Regions from separate parts of the Drosophila melanogaster genome. Here region 1 is linked to region 2. A link is a contact called in public targeted proximity ligation data. All regions are on one chromosome and are shown on one strand. The core of a region is the stretch at or near the end of the contact, and the rest is flanking DNA. Distances in the headings are between cores, read along the strand shown. Region 1 holds the start of PGRP-LC (Peptidoglycan recognition protein LC). Region 2 holds the start of CG4476.

Region 1 (6,361 bases), core at 3,472-5,971, 130 kb before region 2:
ACTTTTGCACACTTAGCGGGAAACAAAACTGTACCTATTGTTGAATTGATTGGAATATTTTGTCTGTAATCGTCGTCATCTCTGATCTTACTTTGGTTCAACGTCTTTCCGAAGAGATTTGTGGTGGTGGCCAGTACGATACCCAGCAGGAAGGTTAAAGTTACAAAAACCACTGTAACTGTGACGGCCTTGCGTCCGACAGTGTTGGGCAGAAAAGGACAAATTGGTGGGGTTTGCGCCGGATCTTCGTGTTTGGAGCCTGAAAAGTGTGGGTAAGTGAAAGCTGTTTAAAAAATGTTAAGGAAAACTTAAATAATGAATAAGGCAAAGATTTCTAACGGCTTAATAATAAATTCTATTGTTTATGAAAGATAAAAGACTTAATTTTATTTGGAAACAGTGGAACCACCTTTGTTAAAGTTTAATATATTCGTTAATTTAAAGAAAGAAATTTTGATTTACGAAGGATTATATAAATTATTCAGTTTTCTATTTAGCCTATAAAATCAAAGATTAGCTTGCTATATATTCAGTATTTCTTCTTACGCTTCACTAGCCCCTGTTCTAGGATTTCCAATCGTTTTTCATGTTCCCGCAGTGACTTTTCCAACCACTTGCTCATTTGTGCTCCAATTTGCACCCCATTCAGACAGTTGTCACATTTCCACCTTAAATTGGGCACCATTTCCAGCAATTTCAACTGATCCTCGGACAATTCCGTGCATTTGCGATGACAGGACCGACCACAATAAACATTATCACACTCGATACGCCTGTCATTATCTACGATTATCCCGTGACACTTTAGGCAAATTTCAAGCGTGTTCCTCGACATTCTCCGATCGCTTTATATGAACAACTGAAACCGATCGTTGGGTACTTTTCCCGATCCGCGCACATAGTATGCAGGAACTGTTCTTGTTTTTCACTTTTTCATTTAGCAAGTATTTAAGCCGCACGCAAAAAACCCCCCCGCTTTATATGAGTATTTATTGCGTGATCCAGGGGAAGCACCTGCCTTTATAAAAACAACACTTAACTACAGCTGACTAAATTTACACTCGAACCCCTGGTTCAATTCCAATTGGAGACTTTCGCCAACCAGAACGGCGATTTAATTATGGTAATTGTGAAAATCAATCAAGTAAACAATTGCAGTTGCTATGGTTTTTTTTTGTGCGTAATTATCGCAAGTTTTCACCGATTTGATTTACGAGCTGCGGGGCCTTGAATCGGCAGAGATACATTTTCTTTTCGTGAATGAAATTTTACTTGTTTTTTTTTTGTGCTGAGATTGTAATCGGAAAACAGGGAGATAAAAAACGAGTTCTATAAGTAATAAAAAATGTATTAATATTAAAAAATCCCCCGACACTATTGGCGTTAAAACTTTTTCTCTCATGAATTTTATTTTATGTGAGACAAATTTTGGGTTCGTGATTTTCATAAATATTTTTTAATTTTCAAGCTAAAATATTTTCTATACGTAATAAAATTATTTGGCATTTTAACAAAATTTTCCATAATGAGTTTTGTTGCCTTGCGCAATTAAATGCATTTAATATGTTTTTATAGTAACATGTAGTATTTGTTCTAGGCGCATACAATGAATCTGTCTGCTTTGTGGGCCATCTGCTAATCTACCATTCGCAGCACGGTCGTTAGACCTGGCCAATTGGGTTGAGTAAACAAATAGTCACACGCGCTCAGTTTTGGCCCATTAAAGCAAACAGAACCGCGGCAAGGTGAAGACAGAAATGAAACGCAAACAAAGGCAGCAGGAAATAGCAAAATAATATATATATGTTTTAAGGATATATATCCCAGAAAATATATATTTTAGAATAGAAAACTAAAAAGTTGAAATTATCGAACTAACGATCCTCAAGAATAACTATGCAGAAAGATGCGAAAGCAATCGAAAGTTACAACTTTTAAGATTCCATTCTTAGTATAGTGTACAAAAACTAAACGATATCAGATTTAGATTTTAAAATACAATCTATTAAATTAGCTTAGAATGTCTTACCCGGCGCACTTCCATTCGTGCTGGGACCACCATTGAATGCGGGGTTATCCTGTCCACCAGCTGGTCCCTCGCCCGGTTTCCACTTGTCCCGATTATCGATGAGAAACTGTTGTATCGTCACGGGTCCCTCGTAGAAATGCTTATCACCGAACGTCACATCTGTGGAGTTGGTCAGGGCGATGCTGCCAATACCCTGCGTGGCACCGCCCGCCGGCGATGTGGGCGTGGCCACGGCCAGATTACCGTTCAGTATTTGCTTGGCCACAATGCCAGCTTCCAGGGGATTGGGTGGTGGTACTGCCGCCTCACCTGGCGCCACATGGCGACTGATCACCGTTAGACCCTGGTTAAGGTCGCGCAGGTGTGAACTGTTGGGCGGGTAGGTGACCTGGTGACCCAGCTTCTGGACCGTATAATCCTCCGCTTCGGCCTCCGAATCACTATCAATACTACTCGAGTCGATGGCATTATCATCGATGGACACAACGGAAATTGTGGTACTCCGTATGGAAACCGCCGGCGAAGATGTCTTTCCAACATTTTCCGTTGTTATATTGACAGTGTGCTCAACGCTGATACGCTTGGATTCCGTTTTCTCTTCCGATTTCGATTGGAACTGCCCTTCGCCCGTCCCCCGATCTTTGGTCTCCTTCTCCGGCCGGAATGCCGCCACATTATCGTTTAGTATAACGCCCGAGTCTGTGGACGAAGTACTGCAGTTTTTTGGTCCAGTCAACGGATCGTTTACTCTACGTTTCGCATTGGAACATTGGCTCATTTCCGTTTCATTGCTAAAAGGCATGTCGAACTATCGTGACAGTCACGTAACCAGATTGATATTTTCTCTGGATCTCTGAGCGTTATGTGTTAGCCTTCCTATTTAGCAGATTGGGCGGTACATTATTTTTCGTATGGCAAAACGGCTGACTAGGCACAGCTCTCGGCAAACATCACATCATGAGCATCTGCAAATAAGTATACGTTTTTTTTTTTGTTGGTCCCGGTTAACTTGATGATAATAAGCTAGTCAAACGTTGTCAAATTTCGAAGAAATTTTTTGTTTGAATTGGGCTAAAGTGGGCTTAACTTTGGGGAGGCACTTTGGCTTTATGGTGCACTGATTTTTTTATTTTTGATAAAACCACATAATTCCCTTGTGTGCAAGTGTTTTTAGAACATTGATAAATATATGTATATATTTTAACAATGTATTGCTGATATTATATTATGCGATAAGCTAAGTGATATTTATTTGATAGCTTTGAGCATTATTAAACGGTTTGGATAACACACACAATTTAGAAAAATATTTCGTCAGTTCTTTAATACTTTTCAATTACACATGCTTTATAAAAGTGATTTTATTGTTATCACAATCCATTAGATCGTTCAGTTGCAATATGATTTATAAGTACAATCAACGCTTTTAGTTCATGTATACACGATTGTTGATAAGCTCGATTGCCAACAGAGTTTTTAAAACGCGAATAAAAAACGTTGCTGCTGTTGTATGGCAGTGAAGTTTGTATAATTAAGATATAAGGGTATTGAATAGTGCTGGAATATATGTGTATGTATACAGTTGACTTATATTGTATACTCGTCAAATTCGATTCAAATAGTTGGTCAGTAAGCTCGCACGAATGCAAGGCTTATGCAAATTAGCTATAATCATTGACGTAGTCTATTTACTTAAGTGGATTCCGAGAAACACAAAAGTAGTAGTTGTTACCCATACATATGCATGTTATGCTTAATTTTGGATATTCGAAAGCCACGAGTGACGTCTTCAAAAGGCTGAAAGATCATTATGGGCATATGCCGTGACGTCTTGATGATACGTAGATACGAAGGTTTCCGAAGAGGTGTGCCAATTTCAAAACAGTAACTCTATTTTAAAGAATTCCGCGAATTGTGATAAACTCGATAGAATTGAAAGGGTGCCTTGGAGGGTAGCGACTTTATACTTTAGAATCGATGTTCTAGAGAGTTGGCACAGAGCACGCTTTTGAGATAACACCAAATGGAATACACCGAATAACGACAACGGCTACAAATGAGAAACGGAATGGCATTTTGAGTTTACCGAGCGCACCAATACACGTGCACGGGAGCGGCGGCCATTGTCACTAATACACGCACAGATCATCACAATATGGGTGCTCTTTGTTTTGGTTGTATTCTGTTTGGAGAATCGATAATAATTAACAACTCTGATGTTTTACGTGTTTTCAAAATTATCATTAAATATGGCCTATGTGCAAATTAATTGATTTTCGATCGATGTTTCGATAGCATGTTTTCTTTTTCACTTCCACGAATTTCTTTCACTTCCTTTCGTGTTTCGAAAGGCTAATTAACATTCCTGGAACATAAAACGATTGGAGAAACAAACTAGTTTGCACTTAAATATCGATATAATTGCTCAATTATTTGTCACTAGTCATATAATAGGATTATGATTATTTTGCGGTGTGTAATATTCTATATAATCACTCTATATTCTATTCTATATTAACACTTTGCATATCGTTACGCACTTTAAATTGCCGACGAAAACCGTTGCAGCTCGTTTGATATTTGAGCGTCTATACTATATAGCCAATTTGTAAGTCGAACTTTTTATACCGTTTCGCGCCAATTTCGAATCGTTGAGCAGCGGCGCGTTCGAGTGACTCTGATCAACTGAGCGGCGATCAAATCGCAGCGGCCTGAAAAGCTGGAGCGTCTGATATGGCAGCGTGTGGGGAGCGTGTGTGAGGGAGAGCAGATCGCTGAGAAAAAAAAAACAAAGAGAATGATGGGGAGAGAGCGGTCGGCGTTTTTGCGTTTATTTAACCAAAGTTGTTTAATTTGAGTCCGATTTTCAGGCAGTCCAACTTGTTACCGATTTGCATTTTAATAAGTGATTTCTCAAAAGATCTTAAGAGTGCAACTCAAAAGCCTTGTTCCAAAAAACTTCTAAATCGTTTTAGAAAATATAATTTTTTAACATATAGTGTTTACATATTACATAATATGAACGCGTTCTGTTGTATTTTCTATCCTTTTTGTAATCTAGCGTTAACCAATAAAATGCAATGATTTAAATTTTCCTTAAAAAAAACTGTACATTTTAATAACTTATGATAGCGGTACAACTTTTTCTCAATCGAAACTGGTTTAAACGAAAAGCGAGTGATCCCAAGAAACCGAAAGAATTCCGATAACTGCATCTGGCGAGCTGCATATTTCGGTTTTTCCGAGCGTCATTAAGTCGCGGAACCTGTTCTCGATTTCGGGTTTTTTTTTATAAATCTTCCAGATATTAGTCAAATTTATAACGATACCTCCAGCTACGCCCCGTGGCTCGAGAATGGTCTCTCCAACTTCTCCCACCTGACGATGACTGTTTGTTTTTGTTTAGTTGTTTAGTCGTCCGCACCGACATCGACACAGACAAATCGGCGTATACGTATTATATATGTACATATGTATGTATATAAATATATATATTTTTTATTTATTCAACCAATAAACAACACAAATCTCCGGCTCTCTCCCGTCTACCAAAACACTTACAGACATTGCAGTGTGGGCAAAAATGTGAACATTTTAAATTGCGCTACCATTTCCGAGAATTGTTTTGTTTTGCGGCCCGCAATCGGTTTTTGGCTATTTCACTTTGTGGTACAGGCCAGTTATATATATATATATGTATACATATGTACATGTGTACATAGCTCTTTTTTTTCTCTTCCAATTCCAGCTTGACCCATTGTACTTGTGTTGAAAAATATTTAATGTAATTATAGGCGAACGGCGGTTCGGCGATCTCTGATAGTCTGAAAAGGGCGCCGGGAAACTGTTGATGGATAAAACGTAAAGAGCAACAAATTGGCGAAACGAATTCCGAACACGCTTACAGAAAAGAAAAATAAAAATATAATTATAAGTGGAAAGCGCAACGAGCTTTAATCGAAATAGTTGTAGACTATTTATAATATTTTTTCTCTCAGTGTTCCTGACTTACTGATAAGCTTGTTGAGTGGCCTTTAAAATGTATTATTTTATTGCAGTTAAAGTTCTACACCGAAACATCTAATGATTTATGCCTTTTGTAGCCAGGCAATCTATTCTTTGTTGACCCATTATTTTATTGCGAAAAATGCCAGTAATTATTGTAAATCATTTCCAATGAAGCAGATAATAATTTCTTTACAACGGTTGCGAAATCAATCACCATAGCTATTTTAATATACCTACCTCCACATATTTTCTTACCTTAATTATTATTAATTATTTTTACTTTTTTGGTTCCCTCTTCGCATATGTGTTTTTTTCTTCTTCTTT
Region 2 (6,249 bases), core at 2,511-5,010:
TGCCGCAAACAAAACGGGCGAATGAAGATGGCCAGATGGACAGCAGCAAAAACAGCAACAATGGGACCAAAACTATATGCAAAGTGTGTCAAACTTGCACAACAAATTGAAACTCAAATAAATGTCTGTGCAGTGAGAGGTCTGTTGAGAGGCAGAGACAAATGCAGCGACGAGTGATGGGGCTGCCTTGCTAATTGTTAGTTTTAAATATTGAACATTTCTCAGATAAAGTTGTCTTACCTTCGGCCGGTCGAAGCAATTTGTTGCCGTCTGGCCAAGAGAAGAAAAAAAAAACTAAACAACTGACATCTGCAAAAATGAAAAACCCAAACTTCAAACAGCCAGCAATTGGAATTGCTTAAAAGTAAACTTTCGACTTAATTGATTTTTGTTTGATTTCATTTCGTATAAATGAAAATAAGAAAGTGTATATAAAATATATTAAGTACAACTAAAACCTTGTGCCAAACAATTTTCTAAGCAGTATTAAATGAGAAACATGCAAAGTTTTTGAGGTGACATAAAATAATATAAAAGTAAGTTTGGTTTAACCGAAAATTCGATCTCCAGCTGTGTAGCAAACACAACGGCGATTAACATTTTTGGAATTTTCCTCATCCTTGTTTCGCAAAAACATTTGGTAATCCATCAGCTTTTTGGGATCCGAAGGCCCCCAATCGGAATGCGGCTTAATGGAATTGTTAATGCGACTCTTCAAAGATCCTTTCGGTTGCTTGAAGTTTGCATAACCTGCCCAGTAGAACAGCTGGCCAATAATACAGCCCGATACACACCAACCAACAACTATAATTCAAATATTAGTAATATTATTTTTAACACAAATTATACTTCTTTATAATATTGCTCACCTCTATATACCAATGGAAATTCCTGACCATTATAGCTGAGTGGACGCATGGTAAGCAAGCTGTACACCAGGATGACCAACATAACCAAAGGAGTAACAATGGACCAACAGATCCGATAGTAATTTGAAGTCTTGATATTCAGCATGTATTCAGCATCTTGGCAGAGACGTTTGGTGCCTTTCGAGAGATAAACGTATCATATATTAAATCTAATGTCCTTTTAAACACATTCTTAAATGCCTTTACGAGTAAGTACTATAGCTATATAAAATTTTCTTTACAAACAAAAATTAATATTAATTGCTTACCGTAGATCCAGCCCACGGCAATGAGCTCAAAGATGGCCGATACCAGGGAGACAAAGGTGACGCCGTGAAAGTCCATAAGCGTGATGATATGTTGACCTCCGGGAGTGATGTAAATCAATCCCACCAGAAATCCTATCACCGAAAGGCTGACCACTATAATCCACAGCTTGACGTTCACGAACTGATCTTTGAGCACGGTCATAATGCAGCTGACCATGCCCACATTGCTACCAACGCCCAACATGAAGAGCATGGCGAAGAAGAGCAGCGAAAACACTTGAGGAAACATTTTGAACTTGGCAATGGCATCCGGATAGGAGATGAAAGCCAATCCAGGACCTGCCTTAACCACACTGGCAATGTCCTTGGTGCCCGATTCGTGAGCCAGGTTTCCCAGGATTCCAAAGATAATCACACCCGAGAGCAGTGAGGTGAATGTGTCCAGGGTGGTTACTATATTGGCATCCCGATAGACATTGTGACCGAAACGGTTGTACGAGGAGTACATGATGATCACACCGAAACAGACGGCCAGGGAGAAGAACACCTGGGTGACGGCATTGTACCACACCTGCGGCTCCAAAAGTTTCTCCCACTGTGGAGTCAGAAAGTACATAACTCCGTCGTAGGCACCTGGTAATGTGAGTGCTCTCACGAGCAGGATAAACATTACAACGTACGGAAAGAGGGCCAGGACATAGGCCGCCTTTCCTGAACTCTTCACTCCCCGAATGATGATTAGTGTTACGGTTAGCCACGAAATGCCCAGCATTAAGGCCAAACTACCACTGGGATATCCGATGCCCTCCTCCAGGGAATCCGTTTCATTCAGCACGATGCGTTGCAAGTAGAGTTGCGTGGAGGAGCTGAAGTTACGCGACAGTTGGCCCTGAAGAGGCTGCCCCCCAGATGCACTTACGCACCCGTCACCCCACTCCTCGCGACAGAAGCTCCAGGGCAACTCCGATGCGAAGGAATCGAAAAAGTATCGCAGAGTTAGGGCCATCACTGAAGCATAATACGTGGCCAAAACGCCTAGGGCCAATAGCTGAGCATAGCCCACACCTGGTAAAAGAAAAAAAAAAAACAAGAAAAGGAATTAGTTTCTTAATCAATCAACTGGCTGTTGAATAGCCATGCTATTCTCGACCTTTATAATTACACGAATTACTATAAAGAATGAAACAACACACACACAGTTTTTAAACACCAAATATTTGTGTATGTTTCTTAAGTGAATAAGGTTGGCTCCATCTTCTTACCTCTCATGAGGGGCGCAAAGTCAAAGACCTGCACGATGCCACGACTGGAGAACTGTCCCAGCAGCATCTCCATGTAGTAAATCGGCTTTCCCACCACAAACAGGACGACGAGGTACGGAATTAGGAATGCCCCTCCGCCGTTTTCCAGGGCCGTAAATGGAAACCGCCACACGTTGCCTAATCCCACGCTCAGGGCGATGCAGGACATCAGGAACTCCAGCGAACTGCCCCAGTTGTCGCGGGCCTTCCGATCCGGAGAGAGCTCAGACGATTCCAATGCCATGGGCAGCAAGGATGGCTTTAGCAGCGCCTCGCCACTGCCGGCACACTGGAAAAAAACAATTACTCCGTTTCTAATTGAACTTGACACTCGGAAAATAATTTATGTTTTAGCAAATCAATAACATGTTTATATGTTTGGCCCTTAAAAATATAATTACGCTTTAAAGAAATCGTTGTGAGTAACTTACCCTGCTGGTCTCCAGTTTCGGCAGGCCGCCGCTCACTAGGATCTCCGTTTTCAAATCTTTCATCGTAATGCGTTGCTAGAAATAAGATAGGGCAACAATTTAGATACAAGCTGCAAAAAATGCCCAGACGCTCCTCGAATTCAAATTGACGCCTCCGGCGCTCCGAATTATTGAAATCTAATACGCTGAATTGCAGGACTGCGTCGTCGATTGTACTACAGCGGAATGTCGCTAAAGAGAACGGCACTCAAATATCAAAACTGTTTACAATTTACATATAGATGACTGAAAAAAGCACCTCAACGTAAATTAGAAACCAAATCGGTCTTATTTCATAACTTAATCCAAAACTTCTAATCAAAGATTTTCGAGTTGGTCAAGTGCCCCTGTAGTTTTTCAGTTTTCCAGCTGATGCAATCGCATATTACGATTTCAGCAAACCGTTTATTAATGTTTATCCAGCGGCAATTGAAGGGGGCAATTGTTTGCCAAGGCACAAATAATATAATATTAATACCTTTTAAGTATTTCTTGACGTGAATGAGGTAGACGTGATTTTGCAGAATGTTATCAACCGGCACCATGGACACAAAACACACTTTCTGAACTCGCAAACAACGAATACGAAAAACACACACTTTAAAAACAAGCAATCAAGTTTGGCTGAAACTTTGTAATTTTCAACTCTTTTTCGCGAAATAAAATCACAGCAACCCAAATCCACCGATCGAGAACCGTTCCATCAACATTTCCCTTCGAACTTCTGTTTATCTAGGTTTTGTTTATTCCCCTATTCTATTTGGCTGTCTGCTGTCTTTCCTTTCCTGGGACACAAGACTCTGAAGTAAAGTGGAGAGCTGCGACCGGCTTTTATAGAGAAGCATCCGCACTCAAAACTCGGGTTTTGCTCAAGAGAGACTTATTGGATGGGGGTCTTCAATCAGCCGGTCAATTTAATTGATTGAAGTCCGAAGCGGATTTGGGCGGTCTGGATACTTTGATTTGTGCGTTCGGAATGCTTAATTAAAATTCATTTTTGGCAATATTTGCTTTAAAGGAAATTTTACTGGGAACTTTACCTACAAGCAAAGGTTCAAGGCCCACGAATTAAAATATGTCTGTCAATTTGAGCATAATTGATTCCAAATAAATCATATATCAGAAAATTCTTGTAGAAAATATCAAAATATGTTGCCTTCTTTTGGGCATTTTGCATTCGAACTCAAAACCTGAGTGCTATAACAGAAGTGATCGCTAAACAAGTTATATACCTGTCAGCTTTGTGTAGACACACAAATTTTACGGATTTTTGCAGTTCAAAAAGCTGATATAATCTCAATTAATTTATTTCCTACCAAGCCAAGTGGTGAGGTTTCGAGCTTATCAAACGCTTTAACTCTTTATTTATGCGCATCCGTTGCTGTGTACTTTCCTAAGGCCAAATATAAGCAAAACAATAAGATTTATGAAGATACGAGAACAAACGAGAAGTTTAGCTCGTTCTTATCGAAGATCCAGTCGCAATGATAACCTTGCAAACAATGACGGGCCTCGCGCTATCATATTGGCACGACTTTCTGCAGCGGCAATCGCAAATGGAAGCAGTTCATCCAAAATATTGCTCCCATAAAGCCATATATGACCCATAATTGTCATATCTCAAAAACACTTTTTACTGCGGCTAATCAAACATGAATATGTCTGCTAGCATATCAAAAAAAATTGTCATAAATTTCTGAGCAATAAATAGCTTTAAATATAAATGGTTTTTCTAAAATGTAAGTATGTACTTATTTTTACCAACTGTTTGTGTAAGATTTAGTTATAAGATAGTGATAAAAATCACATGAGCCCTTTTTTTCCATTAATAGTGTTAAACACATAAAAGCTTTTTTTAGGTGTTACATTTATTAAATATTTGAACAATGCCACATTTACTAGGAGACTCAGTTAGGTAGACCCATTTTTTTTGTCTGCACCTAATGAGAGTAGGAGTTAGCTAAGTCAATGACCCAAAACCACTGTGACACCACTCAGTGGTTTTGATAAACGCATCACCCGACTAGGCTTAACCACTATTTTTTTTTTTTTACATAATTCGCTTCGCTTTATTTGATGCCACACACAGGCTTCAATTCGAGATCTTGTCTCTGGCAAAAATCGCGGGTTTCCGCTAATAGTTCCTGTCAACGAGTAATCAAGCATATACATATATCCCAAACTAATGCAAACATAACCCTCGAAATCTGAGAATCCGAATCTGAACAATACAGCTGGCACAAAAAGTGAGGCAGCGGTGGGGGAAAAAGTTGTCCGTCATTCTTGGGGGAATATTTTAGCATCTTGATGAGGCCGAAATGAGATGGAAAGTTTGTCATAAACGGTAGTCAAAACACGAACAAATACTATCGTGTTATACGTAAATAACTGCTTTGTATATATAAGGCTGATATTGCCATTTCAAGGCATCCAAATGTATAATTTGACTTGGAATATGTTTATTGTCTGGCAACACGAGATATGGCAAACAAAACTTGTACCATTCCATCGTTAAGTAGATTCTAAACGGTTGTTAAAATAAAATCCGAGGTGAGATACTGGAGCTGTTACTACATCGTAATGATTCTTTCAAGTGCATCATAACAATAATCTCCTTTGGATGTACAATAATGTGGCTTCTGAACAATGTTCCCACCTTGAAGAAAATTATAGCCGAAGTCTGCAGTAAAATGCCATATTTTCAATGCCACACCTATGGGTTCGATAAATGACCATTAAAAGATTTTATTGCCAATTAATTATAGTCACTTGACTAATTCGCCTTTCGAGTGTTTCTGGCTGCTGAGATTTGATAACCGTGCGTCCACACCCCGTGTGTGATAACGTCAAGAGCTAAATAAATAAACCGATAAACAAACACTCGAAATCAAGTGGAATTTCCCAGCCTATGCGGCCAGTGTAATCTAGGATTTCAATCCACCCTTGGAAAATCACTCGAGAATCACTGTGCATATTACTACATCCATGAATGCCTATGCTATGAAACCTGTCGCCTGTGAAACAAGTTTCATGTGTGTTCACTGTCGTTCCCGGTGGCCAGAAATTCAGGTGAGCAAGAGTGTTCCACTTAGATGCTCAGAATCTACAATCACCTGCAGCAGGGCTAGATCAAATGTTGAGCTAGGTTGGCTCAAGAACCAGGAACTGTGCTAATGCTAATTAATAATTAACATAATTACACACAGATTGTGCTATGTCGTCAGACAAAATGCATTGCGAATGAGCTGAGGCGAGGCAAAAAAATAAAAAACACCTAATATCAACATCAATATTTATGGCA

The links.
Region 1: a contact with region 2 is called in a targeted proximity ligation map of the Kc167 cell line, with 4 times the contacts expected there. A contact is called at or near these places in 16 of 107 Hi-C or Micro-C datasets (the Kc167 cell line, the ML-DmBG3-c2 cell line, the S2 cell line and 6 more) and 2 of 7 datasets of targeted methods (both in the Kc167 cell line).

What each region holds. Positions count from the first base shown.
Region 1 is chr3L:9,338,798-9,345,158 of dm6, reverse strand. It overlaps PGRP-LC (Peptidoglycan recognition protein LC), which reads right to left and starts at 4,721. Exons shown (of 6, transcript NM_206308.4): 1 at 4,570-4,721; 2 at 2,030-2,994; 3 at 92-259. The coding sequence starts at 2,831.
Region 2 is chr3L:9,209,391-9,215,639 of dm6, reverse strand. It overlaps CG4476, which reads right to left and starts at 3,760. Exons shown (of 6, transcript NM_140036.2): 1 at 3,427-3,760; 2 at 2,910-2,984; 3 at 2,440-2,767; 4 at 1,178-2,242; 5 at 870-1,046; 6 at 384-804. The coding sequence starts at 2,972. The coding sequence ends at 548.